Regions from separate parts of the Sus scrofa genome. Here region 1 is linked to region 2. Evidence: chromatin contacts called from public Hi-C data. All regions are on one chromosome and are shown on one strand. Each heading gives the region's core, a stretch centred on a gene start, on an enhancer-like site or on the middle of the called end of the contact. The rest is flanking DNA. Distances are from core to core; before and after follow the strand shown.

The links. Hi-C and Micro-C count contacts between places; a contact is called where the count stands out from the background.
Region 1: a Hi-C map of liver shows a contact between it and region 2, with 6 times the contacts expected there. The contact joins the promoter of TMEM186 here to the promoter of CARHSP1 in region 2. A contact is called at or near these places in 3 of 5 promoter capture datasets (fetal liver and liver), 29 of 47 Hi-C or Micro-C datasets (adipose tissue, alveolar macrophages, blood and 15 more) and 2 of 2 datasets of contacts at active chromatin or transcription factors (alveolar macrophages and skeletal muscle).

Annotation. Positions count from the first base shown.
Region 1 is chr3:33,890,723-33,894,398 of Sscrofa11.1, reverse strand. TMEM186 (transmembrane protein 186) reads right to left here and starts at 1,884. Exons shown (of 2, transcript XM_003124605.4): 1 at 1,750-1,884; 2 at 1-730. The coding sequence starts at 1,752. The coding sequence ends at 95. It overlaps PMM2 (phosphomannomutase 2), which reads left to right and starts at 1,927. Exons shown (of 8, transcript XM_021086654.1): 1 at 1,927-2,082. The coding sequence starts at 2,017.
Region 2 is chr3:33,831,980-33,835,745 of Sscrofa11.1, reverse strand. It overlaps CARHSP1 (calcium-regulated heat-stable protein 1), which reads right to left and starts at 1,399. Exons shown (of 4, transcript XM_003124608.6): 1 at 1,298-1,399.

The DNA.
Region 1 (3,676 bases), core at 635-3,134, 58 kb before region 2:
CCTGACAGTTTCCAGCTGCCTGACTTCCCCACTTCAGCCTCACCCTTCCCTGAGCCTTCCTACGGGAGACCCAGGCGGCCTGGCTCCCAGTCCTTCACTTGAGTGAGTCCAGCGCCCCAAACACCTGCATGAAACGCTCCCGGTCCAGGATGCGTCCGTAGCGTAGGGTGAGATAGAAGGTCTGTTTCCCACTGTACTGCCGGATCCGCACAAACAGCTCCTGAGGCCGATCGTGGCTTTCTGTCATGGGGACCACGTCGGCCACGGGGCAGTACGTGTCCTGTCGCCGGCCCCAGAAGGTCAGGTGGGCCACCCGCAGCACCGTGCCTGATTCATTCACATAGAGGATGCCCACCAGCCTCCGGAAGAAATGGCTCATCCAGCACAACATGGCCAGCGCGAAGCTGGCAACTGCGCCTGCCAGGCACAGGGAGTTGAAGGTCATGAGGCCCTGGGAGTACCAGTAGATGCCAGGCGGCAGGGCCACCACTGTCAACGCTGTCTGTGCCACCTTCAGCTGAGAGAGGTACCCGAAGACCCTGATGGCATCAAACCGGTACACCATCTGAAATTTCTCAGTCTCTGTGCCCAGCGGGTTCTTCTTGGATGGCAGAGGCCTGCTCCCCGCCCACCTCCTAGGATCCTGCCCACTGCAGCGCCACAGCCTGTGGAAAGGCCTTCCCCATGCAGCCTGCCTTGGTGACCACAGCACAGCTCGGAGCAGGGCAGCCTGGAAAGGAGACAGGGAGACCATTTCTCTCTGGAACTCAGCCAAGCTAATCACACAAGGACCACATGCAAAACATCTGCTACAGAGGATCCTGCCAGCCTGGTGAGGTCAGCATGATTGCCAGAGATGGAAAGAAAGCTGAAATCAGAGGCTTTACCTCTACCTCACGTGATAGTCAGGGAAGCTGTGTGCTAAAGGAACCACTGCTTCTACTTTACCACTGAGGAAACTAAGCCCAGAGAAGGTGAGAAATTTACCCAAAGACACACAGTCAGGGAGTAGGGCAGTCTAACTTTCAAACCCAACCTCTTTCCTCCAGGCAGCTCAAGTAGGCGCAGGCTTCATTCATTCAGCACATACCCAAGGAGGGCCGGTTCTGGCTGGATACCGGATCCACGGCCTGTGTGAACACTTCCTCAAGCAGGAAACTAAATCAGTGTCCCAGTGGGGAACAAATCCGCTAGCTAATCATCATAATAACTGTAGAATTCTCGGTTAGGTTAAAAGCGTCATCTTGGGGGCAGAACGTAAACGCTGTTTTCTTGGCCTGGATTGAGGGAAGGGATAGAATGGAGGAGGAAGGGATGGAGGCGTCAACTCATAGCACAAGGGTTTTATTAGATGCACAGTTCTACACCTTGAATATTGCACCGAAAGGTGCTTTGAGCTTTGAAGCCAGTTTTGGGTTCCAACCCTGGCTCCTACAGTCACCGGCTGTGGATCGTTGGGCAAATTACTCCACCTCTCTGGGCCCTGGTTTCTCTATCAAAGTGGGTATCCGTAACATACTGAAGAAGGTAACAGTTTTAAAGCCTTTAAATGCAGTAATGCACGGTGAATGCTAAATTTTAGTTGGCCCACGTGACCTAGGGGGCATAGGACGGCGGGGAACCCACGTCGGAGGTCCCTCCTCCGGATTCTCCGAATCAGAACCTAAGGCGTCCGCAGGCCTGCCCGGGGCCTGACTCCGACCCCCAAAGCACGACCCCTCCCTTTCTTGCCACCAATTGCCTTCTTACCATGGCCCCGCAGCCTGCAGCTGGAAGCGAGTCCCTCGCGTTCCGGGAATCTCCGAGAACGTGTCCTCCGCCCTAATGGGACAGCGTGGGGGCGCGCTGCATTCTGGGATCTGTAGTCCAGCCAGCAAAGCCGACGCTAGTCTCGGGCACTGCGGGAGGGGAATTCTCTTCCCGGCGTGCCCTGCGGCACGGGGGCCGGACCCGGAAGTTCCGGGCCGGGTGCCAGGTGCCAGTAAGTCGTGTAAGGTTTACGTGGAAACTGGGGTCATGGCTGCTCCCGGCCCAGCGCTCTGCCTCTTCGACGTGGACGGGACTCTGACCGCTCCCAGGCAGGTAAGCGGTGCAAAACTCCCTACGGCTCCCCGGTGGGTGTAATGACCGTCCAGGTAGGCGACCTGGGGCGGCTAAGGACCGCCTACCTCCCACGGAGGGGCTGAACTTTACTCTGGGTTCCTTGGAGTCATGAGACGAAAGCTCTCACCAGCTTTTCGAGACTTCAGGGTCCTCGGAGAGAAGGGACAGGCTAGGAACTCTTGAGAGCAAGGAACTTTGATTGGAAAACGCAGTTCTGGACTCTCATCAGCACCCCTGGGTTTGAATCCCGGATCAGCCGGGTTTACCAGCTTGTGTGCCCTCTTCAGACCTATCACCTGTGGTCTGCGCCTGTAGCCTGACATGAAAGACATAGGTTTCCAGGCCAAACAGACCTAGCAGAGTCTCTGCTTGACAGCTGTGTGACTTGAGCAAGTTAGTTAACCTCAGAGCCTCAGCATCTGTGGCTTTAAATGGGGCGTCTACCTGTTCCATGTGATGTTTGAATGAATGGATGAAATCATTTAAGTTCTTGAAAGTTATCTTACATACGGTAGACTGTGCTCAATAATACTCAGTAAGTATTCGCTGCCACCGCCACTCCCTGCTCTAGCCTTGCAGTGGAAGGGGGTGATAGAGGAAACCTAGATTGCCACAGGCTGCCTGCCGAGAACCTTCTTGGACTCCTGGAAACTTGCTTTCCATTTCCAGATTTTGCTGCCACGAGCACGGATAGGTCTCAAGATGAACCGTTGTGATGAAGCTTACCCTGACCTACCCTTTGCACACATTAGAAGAGCAGCCATTTGAACTTGAGACTGGCGCTAAATGGCCTCAGTCTCTCTCTACCCTGCTGCGTTTGGGTCGGGTGGTAGCACTGGTGTGCTCCAGAATTCCTCACTGAATGCGTGTGGCCTTAGATGTATCATTTTACTTTTCTGAGCCACAGGTGCTCTGTATGTACTGATGATGCACAGTTGTAAGTTCTCCACAGGCCCTTTTTGACTCCGTAATCAGTGCACACTTGCAAGTTGTTAAACACTCAGAGTGGCCTGGAGCCGAAGTCAGCAGTTCATTGTTTGCAAAGGGCCAGATAGCAAATACTTCCGTGTTTGCTGACCATATGGTCTGTAGTAACTATTCAACCTAAATCCAAAAGCAGCCATAGACCAGATGTGGACCTAGCACAGCTGTGTTCCAGTAAAACTTTATTACGGACACAAACTGCTGCTCTAATTGGCCCATTGGCCGGAGTGCTCTCTTAGGTTTACTTCCAAGCCTTTTGACATATCATTGGACCCTGTCGACCTTTCTCCCTCTTTGATCCCAGGTAGGATAGTTGTTATTTCATTTTAAATAAAGAAACTGAGACTCTGTGAAACGTGATCTGGATTTCCCACAGCAGATCTGGTGCAAGTCTCTGGGCCTCAGGGCGTTGTTGTTTGCTAAGATGGCCATTTTCTTCCACCGCCCAAAAGGTTGGAGGCTGTTCTGGTTATTACGCATGTGGTTCAGGACAGTAAAGAAGCATAAGGCATGGAATAACAACACCAAGCAACCTGCAATGTAGTCCCTTAAAGCATTTGAAACATGACATTCTTTGACATTCTTCTGT
Region 2 (3,766 bases), core at 150-2,649:
GGGTAAGTCATTCCAGGCAGAGGGTCCGGCAGGGGCAAAAGGCCAGGGAGAGGGAGGACAGGCAGCAGAAAATGGGGTGGGGTAGGAGATAACAGAAAGCTCTGCGGACAAGTTTGGAAATTAAACAACCGTGCGACATTAGGAGATGATTTTAAGCTGAGGGTTGACTTGAACCTGTTTTTACAACTTCCCTCTAGGTTCAGGGTGGCGAAGGGATTGGAGGGGCGAGAATGGGAGCCGAGAGACGGAGAAATATCAAAAAGGCATGTGAAAACTGACAATAGCTAACGTTTCTCCCCGCACTGGGTGCGCCATCTCCTTTTACACTCACTCACTCTGCTAGGGTAGGAAAAACAATCTTCCCAGCCTACAGATGGGAAAACGGAGGCTCAGGGAAGCTTCCTATTTTGCAAAGAGACACCCCCGTCTGTGGGAACAGAGATGGTGCCTGGAGTGGGCTGGTCTCGCGCCCTCCACCCGCAAGACACACATCCACTCCAACCTCAGAAAAGCTGTGGGAGCCAGGGGCTTCCTTTTTAGGGGGAAAAAAAAAAAAAAACCGTTGCATTTCCGGCCTGAAAACTTGGGCTGCCAGCGAGGCCGGTGGGGAGGGGAGCCTGTGGGCTCGGGGGAAGTTTCTCTGCACTGCCTTGGGGCCCCCCATCCCGACGCAAACGCACCGGCCTGGCGCCCGGCGGCTCCTCCTCTCCAGACGCGGCCAATCGCGCGGCGCCAGGATACCCCCCCACACCCCGCCAGGCCTGGCGGAGGTCCCACTGCCGAGTCCACAGCTGGCGCGACCAGGCCTGGCTGGGGGCTGGCTCCACCTTCTGGAGCGGCGCCCCCCTCGCCTCGCCCCAGCGCACCGCGAGTCACCCCTTTCAGCTCCAGCCCACAGGCGAAAGGGGAGGGAGATAAGGGGGGCAGGCGGAGGGGGGGGAGGACGAGAAGGAGGGAAGGCTTTTTCCGCAAGAAGAAAACAGGTGGCCAGGCGGGAAATGCAACCTGACGTCTGCCCCCAAATCCCTCCAGCTGCTGCCACACCCACCCCTCTCCAGGAAGGATGAGTAACCCGTGCTCCCCAAACAGGTCACGGCGGCCCGGGTATTTTTTTAGGGGCCTAGAGAAACCCAGCCCGGAGACCCCGACCGAAGAGTCGGAAGACCCTGTAGAGGGGAGACGCATCGGGGCAGCAGCTGACGAAGAGGCCGAGGTCCCATCCCGGCCATCCCTGGGCCTCCTACAGGGCAGGGGCACCCCACCACACCCCTCCTGGGGTCCCGGGAGAAGCTCCTACCTGGTGATCCGTTCAGCTCCGCCAGCTGCTCCGCTCGAACTGCGAGAACTGGGCTGGGAAGGGGGCGTGGTTCACGGGACGGTCTCGCGGCGCCCCTGCCTAGGCCCCGCCCCCCAGAGCTCTCGGCCAATGGGGCTGCGGGCTGGAGCAAGAGCGGGGCGGGCGGGACCAGCCCGGACCGGACCTTTGTGTCTGCGCGCGGGAGTGGCGGGATCGCCGGGCGCAAAGCCTTGGGTGGGGGAACCCGATCTCTCGCCTGTGCTGCACCCCCGGCCAGAAAACGCCCCTGGAAAGTGGGAGAATTTGTTGTTCCCCTAGCCAACCGGGTCGGTCCGGCCCCCACTTGACCTTCGCTCCAGAATCCGGATGAGTCCGGGGCACCTCCGTCTTAGCGGAAAGAAAGAGATCTAGGAATGTCAAGAAGGAATGAGAGCTGCCAAAGGGAGGGAAAGAAAAAAACGAAAATGCAAAGAAAGAACAAAAAAAAAAAAACGGGAGCTGTTGATTTCGTTCTTTTTTTGTTTGTGTTTTTTGTTCTTAATTTCCACTTCCTCCTCGAGTCCTCTGTATCTGCAGGTGAATGACCTTACTCTCATTTAACAGGAGAGGAAACTGAGACAGAGAGGTGATCAACCCCTTACACACAACAAGTTGGGAACAGCCCCTGAAAGGGAGCCCAGCTCTGGATCAAGGCTCAGGCTGGCTGTTGAGGGGCAGCGGGAAGTGGGGAGGTATCCTGTAACTGTCCTGCGACAACAGGGTCCAGGATTGGGGGTAGCATGGGGGTCTCTCCTGAAACCCACTAGCTCTGCCTGCCTTTCATATATGCAGATCGCTTGCGGTGGGGGTGGGAGTGGGGGGGTCCCAGGAAAAAGAACCAGGCATGGCTTTCTTGACATGAGAAGCCCTTTTGTGATCTAAGCCTTTATTTATTTATCTTTTTAGGGCCGCAACTGCAGCATATGGAAGTTCCCAGGCTAGGGGTCCAATTGGCCCTGTATCTGCCAGCCTATACCACAGCAGTGCCAGATCCGAGCTGTATCTTCAACCGACACCACAGCTCACGCCAACACCAATCTTTAACCTACTGAGCGAGGCCAGGGATTGAACCTGCAGTAATTGCCAGGTCTGAAAATTATTGATGTTAAGGAAAGTGAAGGAATGCAGGAGCAAAGGAAAAGCAGTCAAGATACAATAGCTCATTCCCACTGTAGCTCAGCGAAATGAATCCCACTTGGAACCATGAGGATGCAGGTTCAATCCCTGGCCTCACTTGGTAGGTTAAGGATCTGGGGTGGGCATGACCTGTGGTGTAGGTCGCAGACACGGCTCAGATACCACATCTCTGTGGCTGTGGCGTCAGCTCAGACTCAACCCTTAGCCTGGGAACTTCCATATGCTACAGGTTCGGCATTAAAAGGCAAAAAAAAAAAAAAAAAAAAAAAAAAAAGACGCAATATTTCATCATGGATGAAACAGTCTTGGTTCCTCCGCAAAAGAACGATGATGTCGACCCTGTGACTTCAGTCACTGAAAGCTTGTACTCAGTCCACCTTGGCCACAGTTCTATGCCGACTTCTCTGCTCAAGCCCCTTCATGACTATGCATGTGGAGCCTTAGCTTAAACCTTCCTCAATTTTGCTGTTGGGAAGACACAGCTTTGAGGATGATTTCAGGTGTTCTTATGTGATGCAGGTAATAATAAACACTTCTCCAGAGCTTCAGCTTCCTTATATCTTTTGGCTGACACCCACCAAGAAGCAAACCCAGGAGTTCCCGTCATGGCCCAGTGATTAACGAATCCGACTAGGAACCATGAGGTTGCAGGTTCGATCCCTGGCCTTGCTCAGTGGGGTAAGGATCCAGTGCTGCCGTGAGCTGTGGTGTAGGTTGCAGACACAGCTCAGATCCCGTGTGGCTGTGACTCTGGTGTAGGCTGGCGGCTACAGCTCCAATTTGACCCCTCGTCTGGGAACCTCCATATGCCGAGGGAGCGGCCCTAGAAAAGGCAAAAAAAAAAAAAAGAAGCAAACCCAGTTTTCAGAGGAAACACACTCTCCCCCTTCTGTCTCCCTTTCCTCTTTGTCCCCCTCCTCCACAATACAACCACACAAAGAAGAGACCCAAGCAAATGTAGCCCTCTACAAGCCTGGGAGAGTGTGTCCTCCACCAGAAAATGAATTGGCCACCACCTTGATCTTGGATTTCTCAGCCTCCAAAACTGGGAGAAAAACATTTCTGTTCTTTAAGCCACCGGTCTATGGTATTCTGTGATCACAGCCCTAGCAAACTGAGGCAGTGCCTTTTTCTCCTCAAAGCCCCTCTCAACTTCTCAACTAATTGAAGCCACTGAGAGTTTCACACCTGAGTTTGGTGCAGGTTGAGTCGACAATCCCTTGCCAGGTGTGTCATCCGTGCCAGGTTCTGTGTTGGGTATGGAGCAATCCAGAAATAAAATGCCCATACGGT